Regions from separate parts of the Mus musculus genome. Here regions 1 and 3 are each linked to region 2. A link is a contact called in public ChIA-PET data. All regions are on one chromosome and are shown on one strand. The core of a region is the stretch at or near the end of the contact, and the rest is flanking DNA. Distances in the headings are between cores, read along the strand shown.

Region 1 (4,922 bases), core at 1,120-3,619, 490 kb after region 2:
TCACTTCCTCCTGTAGATGTCATACTCCTGACACAACTGCTTCTGAAACACGTCCTGGGAAGGAAATCAGATTTGTGATAGCAGTGGTTACAGATAAGTTTCCATACACGCTCATCCTGCACTTAGTCCCTTCCCAGGCCTGGGAGACATCTGACACCTGCCTTCTGCATGTGACTTCTACCTTCAGGACATCTGGATGATCAGCTGTGTTTCAGTGTCAGAAAATCACGTAGAGAGGCCAGGGGTCCCTCTGGTATTGACAGACCCAAGCTAGGACTCAACAGAGGCCATTGCTGGGGAGAGCTGCAGTTCTTTGAGGGCACAGTGCACCTCCCAGCCTTGCTGCTCACACTGTGGTGTGAAGGACTGAACCATAAGGAGAAGGGGACAGGGATGGGAGGTGGAATGGACACGGGAGGGACAGAGCAGTGTCTTAGACACAGATCATGTGATTCTGGAGGGAGCTGCTGCCTGGGAGGAGGCTGAGCTCAGAGGAAGACAGCAGAGCTGAGAGCACAGCATGGAGCAAGGGAGCAGGGCTGAACCTGAAGCTGCTCTCCACACAGGGAGGACTGAGGAGGCAGCAGAGGCCTGGAAATCCCCCTCCCTCCTTCCCCTTCTCCCTCCCTTCCTCTCTTCCAACAAATGTCACCCTGATAACAAGGGCTTCTCCTCTCAGTATCATAAATAAGAAAGCCATCAGTGTGGGTGTGGGACCGCTGAACCCATCAGTAGGCAGGGAGACAATCGGGTGAGGTCAGAATGAAGTTCAGTTCAGCCAGAATTAGACAGACGCTGCTGGGACAAACTTCTGGAGCCTGACACTAGGTGGTTTTAGCTATATTTAAGCAGCACATCATGATTTGGGGGGAAAGTTTCCTGATGATAACTAACTCAGTCCCAAGGGTACAGCAAAGCTCAAGGCATGGTGACATTGAGACTCTCTACAGAGTCCATACAGCTTCTTCCATGAACATGGGTTCTGGTGACTTACAGACAGTGCTCAAGATGAGGGTCTGTGGAGAATGGCTGAGGTAAACAAAACGTCTGACCCTGAGATAACATAGCATTCACTTAGGCTGATGTAGAGTATGAGTGACCACTGCCATGAGGATGCTCGCTCGTATAGACTAAGAAGCAAGGCTCAAGTTGCAGGGGGAAGTCAGGGACACACACACATAGTACTCTGAGAGACTCAATGCAGCTGGCCTTACAGAGAGCTAGAGACCAGCAGGTTGTAAACTACACCCTTTCCCTGCGTTCCTGGAGGAAGACAGGCAAACACCTCCTTCCATTGAAGAGACAAGCCTGGGTGTTTAACTTTCCTGGCTTCTCCAAGGCTTACCTGTGTGCACAGGGACCTCTTACCCTCTACAGGTGGGAGATCCACATGCACAGGAAGCGGAAATAATTCCCTCAGCAGGGTTTGTTCAGATAGAGGGTCTGAGGTCGAGGTGGGGCCTGGAGTGGAGGAAGAGGATTATTCAGAAACAACAGGAAGTGGCAGAGTCTAGACGTGCCAGGGGCTCAGGGGAAGGAGAGGAGAACCCTGGAGAAGAGCCTCACCATGATGAAAATGAAGGGGGTGGGGGAGTGAGGGAGGAGGGGAGGGGATGAAGGGATGGAGGAGAGGCCACAGAACCTCTTCAGACAGTAGCCTTCATCTTAGCTCCCCATAGTTTTGTGTCCATCAGTTACATAAGGGCAACACCCCAAGCCCTTCCACATGTAGCTCGAAAGACCAAGAAAATAGGAAAAGAGACGTGACCATAGCTCACCTAGACTCAAGATAGATCTCCATTCTAATGAGGTACCTAGAGGCCTGGAGTCTTAGCCAATAAGCTTTCCTTTACAGGCATTCCTCCCTGCAAAAGGTATTTAATCTCAGGCCCACCCTGAGAAGTGGGGTACAGTTTTACACATCTACTTTCCACCATGACAATAAATGAATTGGGACCACAGACCATCTCTTTTCATCTGGATCCGCAGTGGGGAGCCACGGAGAAGGCCTTTGACTACAGAGCCGCTGTCTAATCTCTCCTAGATGGCCTCTCTACACTCCCAGTCACAACCACCACCAAGCCCAAGCTGCCGCCCTGCCAGAGCTCCTCTCTTTTTTTCCCCAGCCTAGGGTTAGATCCAGCCTGAGGGCCCAGATTCTGTTCTCAGTTCTTCTGAGACTTCCAGTGGCGCCTGGGTGTCCAAGAGCTTGGGATTCCATGACCCCAGCCTCTTCGCAGGCCCAGGGACCCTGAGTCAGCTCCAGCTGTTCCTGTACCTCAGACTGCTCTTTCCCAACCCTGGAGCAGTGTTCTGGGGGCTTCTCTGTGACTCAACACCCACCTGGCAATGGGGTGCGATAACCACAGTCAAACTCCCAGCATCCTGCCTCACCCAGCAGCCATGCCCTGTGGACCCACAACCCTACACTGTACCACATATAGGATGCTATTCAAAACATATACTGCCTTCTGAAGGACTCTTCCCTAGCCCTCCATGCTGCTGCCACTGTAATATCCAAAATGAATTCAAGACCACCCAGTACCCTTTCCCCTTTGAAAAGGACTTTCCAAACTGTACTAGCAGGCCAAGTGCAGAGCCAGATAAGGAAGCTGGCTGACTAAATAAAGTAAAAACATAGTTTTAGCAGTCAAAATGATTAAGCTTACAGCTACCAAAATAATGTTAGCTGTTCTCAGAGAAATAACCATAACAAAAATAACAGTTCTCAGAAGAAAAATCCCCCTACCCCACCCCACACTGAATTCTGAGAAAGACCACAAACCACCCTGACCTTGTTGCTAGAATTCCCCTGATGTTGATAGCCATGACTTAATAGCTGTGACGTTAATAGCTGACCCATAAGTTCAAAATGTACTATTGCTTTGCTGACCAATGCATAGTAACCTACCATGGGGGCAAGCAAAGTGAGTCACTAGGCCAGAGGTAGTCACTGTGCAAACCAACCAATGCCTGAAAGGGCTACTTGCTACACCAATGAAAATAAGCCAGCTACCCTGTTGCTCAAATCTGTCCCTTACAAATGTATAAAAAGTGTGTTCTTTCTTTGTTCTAGGTCTCTCCTCTGGCCTGTGTGCTGAGAGGGGAGTCCCCAACATGTTGGCTCAATAATAAAAATCCTCATGCAGTTTGCAGTGATGGTGGTTTCTGTGGTCTCTGTGAGTGAGGGTCTTTTGACAAACTCCAACACCACCTAATTGGCACTGTAACTGCGTGCATCTTCAATAGGCCATTCCATCTTTCTATCAGACCATCTGCTTCAGGATGGTGAGGGACACGGTAAGACCACTGGATTCCATGATTGTGGGCCCACTGTCACACCTCTCTGTCTATGTAATGATTTCCTTGGCCAGAGGCAATACTGTGGAATACCATGACAATGGATAAGGCATTTTGTAAGTCCATAGATGGTGGTTTTGGTAGAAGGAAAGGCAAATCCATAACCAGAAGTATCTACTCCAGTAAGAAAAAAATGTTGTCCTTTCCACAGATGAAGTGGTCCAATGTAGTCAACCAGCCACCAAGTTGCTGGCTGGTCACCTTGAGAAATGGTGCCATATCTGAGGCTCAGTGTCATTCTCTGCTGTTGGCAGATCTGGCATTCAGCAGCAGCTGTAACCAGGTCAGCCTTGGTGAGTGGAAGTCTGTGTTGTTGATCCCAAACATAACCCCCATCTCGGCCACCATGGCCACTTTGTTCATGTACTCATTGCGCAATGACAGGGATGGCTGGGGAGAGAGGCTGACTGTGCACAGAATGGGTCATCTTATCCACTTGATTATTGAACTCCTCGGCTGAAGTCACCTTTGATGAGCATTTACATGGGACACAAATATTTTCACATCCTTTGCCCATTTGGAGAGATCTATCCACATACGTTTCCCCCAGATGTCTTTCTCACCAATTTTCCAATCATGATCTTTCCAAGTTCCTGACCATCCAGCCAATCCATTGGCTACAGCCCATGAGTCTGTGAACAATCAAACATCAGGCCATTTCTTCTTCCTGAAGTTCTGCCCACTGTGAAGATTTTCCTTCACCTGTATCTTTCAGGGCTGTCCTAGAAAGGGGTTGTAATGCTGTAGCTGTCCACTTCTGGGCAGTGCCTGCATAAAGTGCAGAGCCATCAGTAAACCAGGTCCTAGTCTTCTCTTCTTTAGTCAACTGATCATAGGGAACACCCCATGAGGCTATAGGCACATGCTTGGCAGCAGATGGCATTGTAACAGGAGTAAAAACAATAGGCATTTGAGCAACTTCTTCATGTAACTTGCTTGTGCCTTCAAGACTTGCTCGGGCCTGATCACATATATACCACATCCATTTGATAATAGACTACTTTATGACTTGGAGGGTTTGATAACACCCAGCTCATAATGGGCAGTTCAGGTGGCTTGGTAACTTGGTGTCCTGTTGTCAAACGTTCAGTTTCCACAAAGGCCTGTCAGAGGCCCCAAACAGCATCTCTATCTTCCACTGACACCTCAAGTACCATCGGGTCTGTTGGGTCATATGGTCCAAGTGGTAGAGCAGACTGCACAGCAGCCTAGACCTGTTAAAGAGCCTTCTCCTGTTCCAGGTCCCACACAAAGCTAGCAGCTTTCTGAGCCACCTGGTAAATAGGCCTGAGTAACACACCCAAACGAGGAATGTGCTGTCTCTAGAATCCAAATAGACCCACTAAACATTATGCTTCTTTCTTGGTGGTGGGAGGCGCCAGGTGCAATAACTTATCTTTCACCTTAGAAGGAATATCTCTGCAAGCCTCACACCACTGGACTCTTCTAAGAGTTTCACTGAGGTAGATGGTCCTTGAATTTTGGTTGGATTTATTTCCCATTCTCTGATACGCGTATGTGTTACCAATGAGTCCAAAGTGGTTGCTACTTCTTGCTCATTT
Region 2 (4,739 bases), core at 1,385-3,884:
TCTGGGTAGGGCACTCTGTGACCTCTCCTCAGAGCCACTCGCTCTTCTCAGAGCGTTGCCATCATTAAGTGAGGCCAGAGGATATATAGAAAGAATTTCAGGTCAAGCGAGGGAAATTCTAACCTGAATCCTAGGCAGACACACAAGCCGCTCAGCACAACCACAAGGCAGAGCCACTGCCAAAGTCCCAGAGCCCTTTGCAGGAAGCAGGGTATGGAGGAAGAGAAGGTACCAGGCACGGAGGCCTGCCTGCAAGCCTGGGTGCTAGAAAGGCTGAGGCAGGAGGAGCTCGAGACCATGATCATCCTGTACAAATTAGTAAGGCCCGTTTCAAAATGAGAGGAGCTGTGAGGTAGATTAGCTGGTGAGGGGTGAGTGTTCCCAAGCCTGAAGACATGAGTTCCATCCCCGGACCCACAAGTTGTCCTCTGAGTTCTCCATATGCATGACATGGCATGCATGTGCCTACACACATAACAAATACATTTTTTAAAAAATCAGGGCTGGAGAGATGGATCAGCCGTTATGAGCACTTGTTTCCTCTCTTGCAGAGGACCTGGGTTCGATTCCCAGCACCCACATGGTAGCTGGCAAAAGGCATGCACATAGCACATGTGCATGCAGGCAAAACGTTCATGTATATAAAGTAAAATAAAGCAAAAGAGCAAAACAAAAATAGCCTGGGGCATGATGGCTCTGTAATAGAGCTTTTGCTAGAATCCCCCAGTGAGGGGCTGGGGGTGTGGCTCAGTGGTGGAGCCCCTGCCTAGAATCTCCACCCTGACCCCACCCCACCCCAGTAAGGGGCTGGGGGCGTGGCTCAGTGGTACATTTCCCTGCTTAGCATAAAGTGAGGCCTTAGACTCAATCCTCAGCATTGAAACAATAAATGCTAGCAATAGATATCATTGATCTTTTTCTCATCTCCCCCAAAGGGACTGTGGCTTCACCTCTGGATCACTATGCACTGGGTTAAAAAAAAAAATCAAAGTTTGAGGGACTGACTGATAATCCCAGTTCAAGGAGACCAGAAGTGTCACTGGGAGCCTCTCAGCAAAGCAGGGGCTGATGGAGTCCCCTCATCCTCAGAGCGGTACTTCAGAGCAGCCCTGTAGGACTCCAAACCCATCCATGACTATCTCCAGGGCTCTTCCACACCTAGCTCCCTGGCAGAGTACAGATGCAAAGGCTCAGATGACAGACACCATCCGACCCATCATAAGCCTGTGTCTGTGAGCCTGAGATGTGTGGCACTAGTAGTCTCTAATCACTGAAGCCCAGAGTGCCTCATCTATCCCGGAACTCATTATTCACAGCCCGCAGGGACCATGGAGCAGCAGTGCATCTGGAGCCCACAAGGTGGCGCTGAAGAGCCATAAAACTTTAATCCCTTCCCTCCCTGCCCCCCCCCCCCCACCTTCTTTCTTTCTTTCTTTCTTTCTTTCTTTCTTTCTTTCTTTCTTTCTTTCTTTCTTTCTTTCTTCCTTCCTTCCTTCCTTCCTTCCTTCCTCCCTCCCTCCCTTTCTTTCTTTCTCTCTTTCTTTCTTTCTCTCTTTCCTTCTTTCTTTTTTTTTTTTCTTTTTGACAGTCTAACTATTTTGCTCTGGCTGCCCTGGAACTAACTATGTAAAGCAGGCTAGCTTCTTCAAACTCATAGAGATCTACCTGTCTCTGCATCCCTAGTGCTGGGATTAAAGCCATGTGTTTTTCTTTTTCCTATTTATTTCTTTAGTTGTTGAGAGAAGGAGGCTGTGTGCTACATACCTATGGCAGTCAGAGGACAAGCTCTAGGAGGGAGTGGGCTCTCTCCTCCTAAAAGAGTCCTGGGGACTAAACTCAGGCCACCAAGCACCTTTTACATACAGACCCCTCATAGACGTTGTCGAATGGCAGCTCTGGGACACAATTGTGTATCCTTTAGGCTGCACATCATTGATTAATAATTTTTCAGTTTATTCATGTTATCTCCACGCATTGTTTTGTCTACACGTGTATCTGTATAAGGGCATCAGATCCCCCTGAACTGAAGTTACAGAGAGCTGTGAGCAGCCATTGTAAGATTTGGACAGTGCTCTTAGCCACTGAGCCATCTCTCCAGCTACTATCACTAAAAATTTTTAGTGTTTCTGTTTATTGACAATTTTATGCATATATGTAATAACCCTGGATTCTTTCCCTCCTCTCTCCTTTCTCTCTCACTCCTGGCTGGACTCCTTTTTATTCCCAAAACAGTTGCACTTGCAGACTTTTCTGTTCTGATGTAGTTTGCTTGCTTGTTTGGTGAGCCACAGGGCATAATTAAGGTTGCTTTCATGGGCATGCGAGTGGCTCACACAATCAGGCTTGGTACTATACTATTTTCTGGGGGTTTGTTCAGTTGCTAGCTTGCTTGCTTTTCCTTTGAGACATGATCTCAGTAAACTGCCCAGGCTGGTCTTGAAGTTCACATTCTCTCTTCTCAGTCTCCCAAGCGCTGGCATTATAGACTTTGCAATAAGTCCATCTTGAGGTAGTAGCTTTTAGAATATTCTAAACATCTGAGGGGGTGGGGGGAACACCTTACATAAGTCACTTTCCACCTCACACCCCAGGCCTGGCAGCTAAGAACCCACTTCCTCTCTCTGTGGACTTTGTGTGACAGAACTTTCCTGGGGAGATGTATCACATGACTGCTCACTCCAGATGGGAGCCCACAACAGGCCAACGTGTGGATATCGTCAAAGTCCACATTAGTGAATCAATGGGTTTTATTGTGGTTGCTCACAGGAGTATAGGTGAGGGGCAACTTACAGGAGCAGAAACAACTCAAAGACAGCTGTATCACCAACTCACCCAGGCATGGGTGACAGCTCTGGGAACCTGAAACACACTGCATAGCTTGCAGGCAGCTCAACAGGCTGGAGAGTGCTCTTTCCAGGAGACTCGGTTGGTCAGAACAATACCAGGAGGCTTGGCTGGTCTGAGTAACTCCCAGAAGCCTTTGTTGTTTCCTCTTAGTGAGGTTGGGGTCTAATGAATCTGGTCAGTTTTAGGGACTTCCTGAAGCAATTTTGAATTGTTTACTTTCTGTTGTAAGGAGCTTCCCTGAAGGATGGATAGAAACTAATACACAATGGGCTGTCTTGCCTGCCCTGAACCCTGCATGATCATGACCATGGTTCTTAACTTTAGGCTTCACCCATGAGAAAACAGTGCATCCACACTTCACTTGTCTCTTGTGCTGAGGATGAACTCCAGGGCTTTTTACACATTCTGAGAAATACTGCACATCTGAGCCACACCCCCAGCCCCTCACTGGGGGATTCTAGGCAGAGGCTCTACCACTGAGCCACGCCCCCAGCCCCTCCCTGGGGGATTCTAGGCAGGGGCTCTACCACTGAGCCACGCCCCCAGCCCCTCACTGGGGGATTCTAGGCAGGGGCTCTACCACTGAGCCATGCCCCCAGCCCCTCACTGGGGATTCTAGGCAGGGGCTCTACCACTGAGCCACACCCCCTCGCTGGGGGACTCTAGACCTTCTTTCAACTGCTGAGCCACACTCCCAACTCTTGACTTTTTTGAGACAAGGCCTTGCTTTGCACCCAAGGCTGGCCTTGAACTTGAGGTCCTTCTATCTCAGCTCAGAGTGTCTCTATTAAAGGTGTGTGCCCATCATACTCACTAGGGTTTAACAACTGGGTAAAGGTAAGAGATTAGATGTCTGGAGCTCTCCCAAGGTCAGACTTGGGACCTTACGGCATCTTTCCCTGTCATCTTGGGACGTGGCTGGAGTCTCTGTAGTTGTTCATTCTTCTCTGGTGATCACTGAAGCTGCTGTTGCTGAGAGCTAGTGAGCCCACTAACCTATCATAATCAAAGCCAAGCTTGAGCTCCAGCATGGAGGTGAGAAGAGACCAAGCACTGGGGGTGGGGGGAGCACCTTCTGAGAAAATGGACAGTTTCTCTATGTTCATCATCTAAAGGCTAAGGTTCTCAAATGTTATGTAGCCCAGGCTGGCCTTGAAGCCGCTGTGTAGATGAGGCTGACTTTGAACTCCGCACCCTCCTCCTGCCTCCTGCATGCTGGGCTTGAGGATGCCACACAGCCTGCACTGCTGTCTCCAACAGTACACTTAAGTTCATGCATAGAGTTCTTCAGTCTATTTCCTGATGAGTGAGTGTCTCTAACTGGTCCTGATGGTGGTACTGGTTTGAGAAGCCATGGACCTTCCTGGGCACAAGGCTGTAAAGGCCTCAGGCTCGCTCCGTTCCCAGCTTGGCTTCCTGAGACCTTCTATGAGTGGCTTCCACCCTCCCCACCACAGTCTGCACCCTCTGAACCCTAAGACCCACCCTCCCTTGTTTCTTTCAGACAGATGAGAAAAGCAACCAATGCAGTGAGTTTCGTAGGCTGTCTTTCAAGAAAGTGCCCCACTGAACTGAGTTGACTGTGTCTGTTTTGGGACGTGGCCCTTGGACTTGACACTGCGGGGCCTGTAATGGTGGCTGCTTCTGTCCCTAGGCCTCCTGCTTTATTGCTCTCTCAGATTCAGCACTTCACTTATTTTATCCACTTCTTGCCAGCTGACTGCACTGTTTGTATGTGTGGTGTATGCATGTGTGCCCATATGTACATATATATGCATGTGTGCACATGCGTGTGTGTGTGTGTATGTATACGTGCATGTGTGTGCATGTGTGCACATATGTACATATATATGCATGTGTGCACATGTGTGTGTATGTGTAGGGTATGTATA
Region 3 (4,486 bases), core at 573-3,072, 260 kb after region 2:
ATGTGTGAGTGTGTGTGTGAGTGTGTATATGTGTGTGTGAGTGTATGTGTGTGTGAGTGTGTATATATGAGTGTGTGTGTGTGAGTGTGTGTGTGTGTGTGTGTGTGTGTGTGTGTGTGTGTGTGTGTGTTTATATCCAAATTGTCCTGGTTTTACCTCTATGAAGTCCGTTTCCTCATAGACTCCTGGCTTGGTGCTGCAGTACTGAATACCAGGGTTCTTCTCATTGGCAACCATATTAGCCAATCGACAGCCCTTACAGTTTTTAACAATTTCAGCTGTTTTCAGACTGGCATCTTTAATTATGATGAGGGACTGGTAGACTAAGTCCTGCATTCTCTGGCATCCTATGTGTGAAGAACATTGAATCTTTTTCAGTATGCGTATACCCATTTTCTCTGGTACAATTAGTTTGTGATCAGCTAGCTGTCCTCCATCATCTCTTAGGACACTGAGACATGGACAGGGTTTTGGCTCAGATCACATCTTCTGTCTGATCAGAGAGTATGAGGTTTCCTGGGTCTAGGGCAATCAAGGACATGAGGAGCCCAATTTTTAGGGTCACTCACTGGGCTGTCTCACTGCCCTCTGGGACGGAGTTTAGTCTGTCCTTCTGCCGCCAGAAGGCCTCTCTCTATATAAATAGTCCCATAGATATCAGCAGTAGCAAAGGCACACTGGCTATCTGTGTCTCTTGTCTTTTCTCAGCTGTAACGCCTTGGTCAGAGCTGCCACCAGTTCAGCTTTGTGGGTTGATACTCCTGTCCGGAGTGGCTCTGCACATATGATCTGAGCAGTCATGCAGAGGCCCACCGATCAAGGTCAGGGTCAGGCAGCAGGGCAGCTGAAAAGTCATCCTGGGGCATTCAAGAAGAGAGGCTGGTAATGAGTCACCCTGGCGTCATCTTTAACCAGGAGGCCATTGCTGCACTGGTGTATACACAAGGTGGGGGTCGGCTTCTGGCAATTGGTGACAGATTGGCCATTGTCTGATGCCAAGGCCCTGAGTCCCCTGGCTCTAGGGAGGTCACCTGTAGTTAGCAAAGTAAAGCCTTCTTAGAGGAGGCACAATAGTCCGAACTTTTCAGGGCCCCTAAGAGGTCTTGGTTGTTTCTTTTGTTTCTGTTGCCACTGAAAGTCACTTATAAACTGATGAGGAGACTTTACCTTCAGGTTTTAGCAAGGCAGAAAGTTCAACTTTATTATCTACAAACAAGTTGTTGGGTTCCCTTTCACCTTTAGGGCTGCCCTGGGCTTGGGAGGGGCACCTTTGATCTTTAGCCCCCTCCCTCTTATCTCCTTCTCCTGAGACTATCTGTTTTAGGCATTTCTTATGTGTCCCGTGGTTTGGCTGTGGCTGCTATCAAGATCTTTGCCAGGTCTTGAGTCTGTTGCTTCTGTCCCCTCCTCTGCTTCTCCTCTGCAGTCTCTCTTCTGTTAAATACTCTCTCGGCCACTCTCACTAAGTTTGAGTCCCAGTACCGGTAATAACGTTTTGGAAAGAATCTAAGTAAAGACAGGAATGAATTTCCAGAAATGACATCTTATTAAAATCTGCATAGAAGAAAAACTGAAGAGGAATACAACAAAATAGTTATGTGTCCTCTTTAGTGAGGTAACTGGTAGTTGTTTCCGTGAGTTCACCACAGTTTTGCAACTAGTCTAAGCAACTAGTACAAGTTTTGTTTCCTGGCTGTTGAGAGCATTAACTTTTTTGAAACTACAAGTCCCAGCAGATATTCCGCCGCACCCTTCTGCAGGTCGAACTGCCTGCCGTACATTGATCTCTGGGATTTGTAGTCTGATGATAAAAATAAGGTGGGTCACACACTACCGGCACATATAACTGAAGTGGAGACACAGCCAGATACACCAATAGGTATTGCGTTCCGGGATAGAGTTGCGGGCAGATCACCAATGGTTGTGTCGCTCCTCATGAGTGATGTGACCTCCAGCCTACAGTAGGCCCGTGGGGCGGAGCTGGTGTCGCGGCCCCATTGCGAGCCATGGGAGGCGGCTGGTGGTGGGCTCGGGTCGCGCGCCTGGCCCGCCTGCGCTTCCGGGGGTCTCTGCAGCCTCCTCAGCGGCCCCGCAGCGGGGGCGCGCGCGGGTCCTTCGCCCCGGGCCACGGGCCACGCGCGGGAGCGTCGCCGCCTCCAGTGTCCGAGCTGGATCGCGCGGACGCTTGGCTCCTCCGCAAGGCACATGAGACAGGTCAGTGGCAGGGGCCGGGGTCGTTCGCGCTACAAGGAGAGGGGTTTCAATGTGCACGTGGGAGTGGGTGGCCAGAGTAAGGCAAGCATCTGCTGGGAACAGGGCCTGTGCTCAGCGGGGGCAGCTTCCTCATGTGAGCGCAGGGAACCGGTGTTGGGGGTTGGAGATTTTGCAGCCTGGCCGCATAGGACACCATCTTTCGGGTCCTGGCTAAAGGGGTACAGCAGGGATTAGTGGGGGTGGGGAGGAGGCTACGGTTAGGAAGAAGTAGTTGGCAGCACCACACTGCCTAGGTGAGAGACCGTTCCAGAGGCAGCTGGGAGGGAACAAGTTGCTTGAGACAGGGGTATCCGTTAGGATTACAGACAGAGGGGACCACTTGGAATAAAACAAGAGTGTGGCTACCCGCAGAAGATGGGGAAGTTCCGGATTGGACCAGCGTGTAACCAATGGTAGAGAAGGTGGCTGCTGATTGGAGGGAGAGGTGATCTAGACTGCAGAGGGAGGAATCTCAAACGAGGCAATGAGTTGAGAGATTGGAGCTGGTCTGGTGTTGAATGGGGCTAGTAGTGGGAACAGCCTTTTGGCAGCACTCAGGTACTTGAGTGGTGGGGAGGTGTGGACGCAAGGATGAGGCCATGCTAGGTAGGAGCGGTTACCACACAGGGGAAGGGACAGGCTGGAGAAGTTTGTCCCAGAGGTCTGAGGGAGAGAGGGAAGACCGCAGGATGCACAAGGGAAGACTTGGGAAGACTTTCTATCCTCAAACTTCAATTCGTGCTCTAGATTTTGAACGTCTGGGACAGAAGGGTAAAGGAATGGGACTTGCATGGGGCTTCCCGGAAGGGATCCGCATCTAGAATACTTTTGTCTTGTGGCTGAATAGGGTGAGAGGGGATCTAGGAAGCAGGGCTTGCTGATGCAGAGCTCCATCCCCCAACTCCCCGCAGCTTTTCTCTCCTGGTTCCGAAATGGACTTCTGTCATCCGGCATTGGGGTCATCTCCTTCATGCAGAGTGACATGGGCCGGGAAGCTGCCTATGGTGAGTACAGACCATCCCTATGGGAAATGGGCCCCTCCCCCTTTTCCTCCAGTTCTGAGTCCTCCTACCCTAACAGTTGGAAAAGGAGAGCACTCCCTCCATTTTCTCTTGCCTCACTAGTTACATCTCCTCTTACACCTCCTTCATCGGCATTGTGAGGAGTCCACCAGACAGTTTCCAAGTAGCCTTGACTTATGTGGACACCTTTGTTTATACCCCAGACCAGCCCCTTTGGATATTGAATTTCTCCTCCAAGTCTCACATACTTCCTTTTACAAAGTCTCATGTATTTGAGTCCTTGTCTGCCTTTATTTGTTTGTTTGTTTGTTTATGTATTGCTATAACGGGAAGGAAAGCAGCCTACTAGTTAAGTGCTGTGTCACTGAGCTACACATCGCCATCCTTCCACTGGAATTTTTTAGCCAAGTGCTCTACCTTTGAGCCACGCCCCCAGTCCCTCACTGGGGGATTCTAGGCAGGGGCTCGACCACTGAACTACATCACCAGCCTTTTTGTTTTTTTGAGATTTATTTTTATTTTATGTGTATATGTGTATATGGAGACCATGTGCATGCCTGGTACCCATGAAGCCAGAAGAGAGCACAAGAACCCCTCGGACTGGAGGTACAGATGGTTGTGAGCCACCATGTGGGTTCTGGGAACTGAACTCAGGCCATCTGAAAGAGCAACAAGTACTCTTAACCTTGAAGCCATCTCTCCAGGACTGCCCCCCCCACCCCACCCCTTCCCGTGTTATTTTGAGGCAGTCGCAGTAGCCCGAGTAAGCCTTCCGTTAGCTAGCACTGCTCCAGCCTCTCACTAGCTGACGTTAGAAGCCTTGTCCCGCCCTGTGCTCGTACTGACTCATCCTCCCCACCCGTCACCCTGTCAGCCCCTTGGGATACGCTGGACCCTGTAACTATTGACTACTGCTCCTTCTTCCACAGGCTTCTTCCTGCTGGGTGGCCTGTGCGTGGTGTGGGGCGGAGCCTCCTATGCGGTGGGTCTGGCAGCGCTGCGGGGACCCATGCAACTGTCGCTTGCTGGTGCTGCCGCTGGTGTGGGGGCAGTGTTGGCTGCCAGTCTGCTCTGGGCTTGTGCAGTAGGTCTCTACATGGGCCAGTTGGAACTGGACGTGGAACTGGTGCCTGAGGATGATGGGGCAGCCAGTACAGAAGGCCCAGATGAAGCGGGCAGGCCACCCCCTGAGTAAACAACAGGGCTGTGGG

The links. ChIA-PET counts read pairs in DNA pulled down with a chosen protein or histone mark.
Region 1: a contact with region 2 is called in an RNA polymerase II ChIA-PET map of memory CD8 T cells, with 12 read pairs. The contact joins two enhancer-like sites. A contact is called at or near these places in 1 of 39 promoter capture datasets (pre-B cells) and 1 of 115 datasets of contacts at active chromatin or transcription factors (memory CD8 T cells).
Region 3: an RNA polymerase II ChIA-PET map of memory CD8 T cells shows a contact between it and region 2, with 13 read pairs. The contact joins the promoter of Tmem160 here to the enhancer-like site in region 2. A contact is called at or near these places in 2 of 39 promoter capture datasets (hippocampal neurons and stem cell-derived epiblast-like cells), 7 of 484 Hi-C or Micro-C datasets (the G1E-ER4 cell line, embryonic stem cells, erythroblasts and 2 more), 5 of 115 datasets of contacts at active chromatin or transcription factors (T-cell acute lymphoblastic leukemia, bone marrow-derived macrophages, memory CD8 T cells and 2 more) and 1 of 9 other capture datasets (liver).

The regions. Positions count from the first base shown.
Region 1 is chr7:16,678,927-16,683,848 of GRCm38.p6, forward strand. No RefSeq gene overlaps it. Among named protein-coding and RNA genes, the nearest start is that of Ceacam15, 5.7 kb to the left of the region's middle. Within about 2 kb of position 2,370, at least 21 of the 459 cell types and tissues checked have an H3K27ac peak or open chromatin away from gene starts, as enhancers often do. A contact at or near this core is called in memory CD8 T cells, where this site is marked.
Region 2 is chr7:16,191,272-16,196,010 of GRCm38.p6, forward strand. No RefSeq gene overlaps it. Among named protein-coding and RNA genes, the nearest start is that of Meis3, 18 kb to the left of the region's middle. Within about 2 kb of position 2,635, at least 45 of the 459 cell types and tissues checked have an H3K27ac peak or open chromatin away from gene starts, as enhancers often do. A contact at or near this core is called in T-cell acute lymphoblastic leukemia, bone marrow-derived macrophages and memory CD8 T cells, where this site is marked.
Region 3 is chr7:16,450,957-16,455,442 of GRCm38.p6, forward strand. It overlaps Tmem160 (transmembrane protein 160), which reads left to right and starts at 1,823. Exons shown (of 3, transcript NM_026938.1): 1 at 1,823-2,214; 2 at 3,165-3,257; 3 at 4,205-4,486. The coding sequence starts at 2,007. The coding sequence ends at 4,470.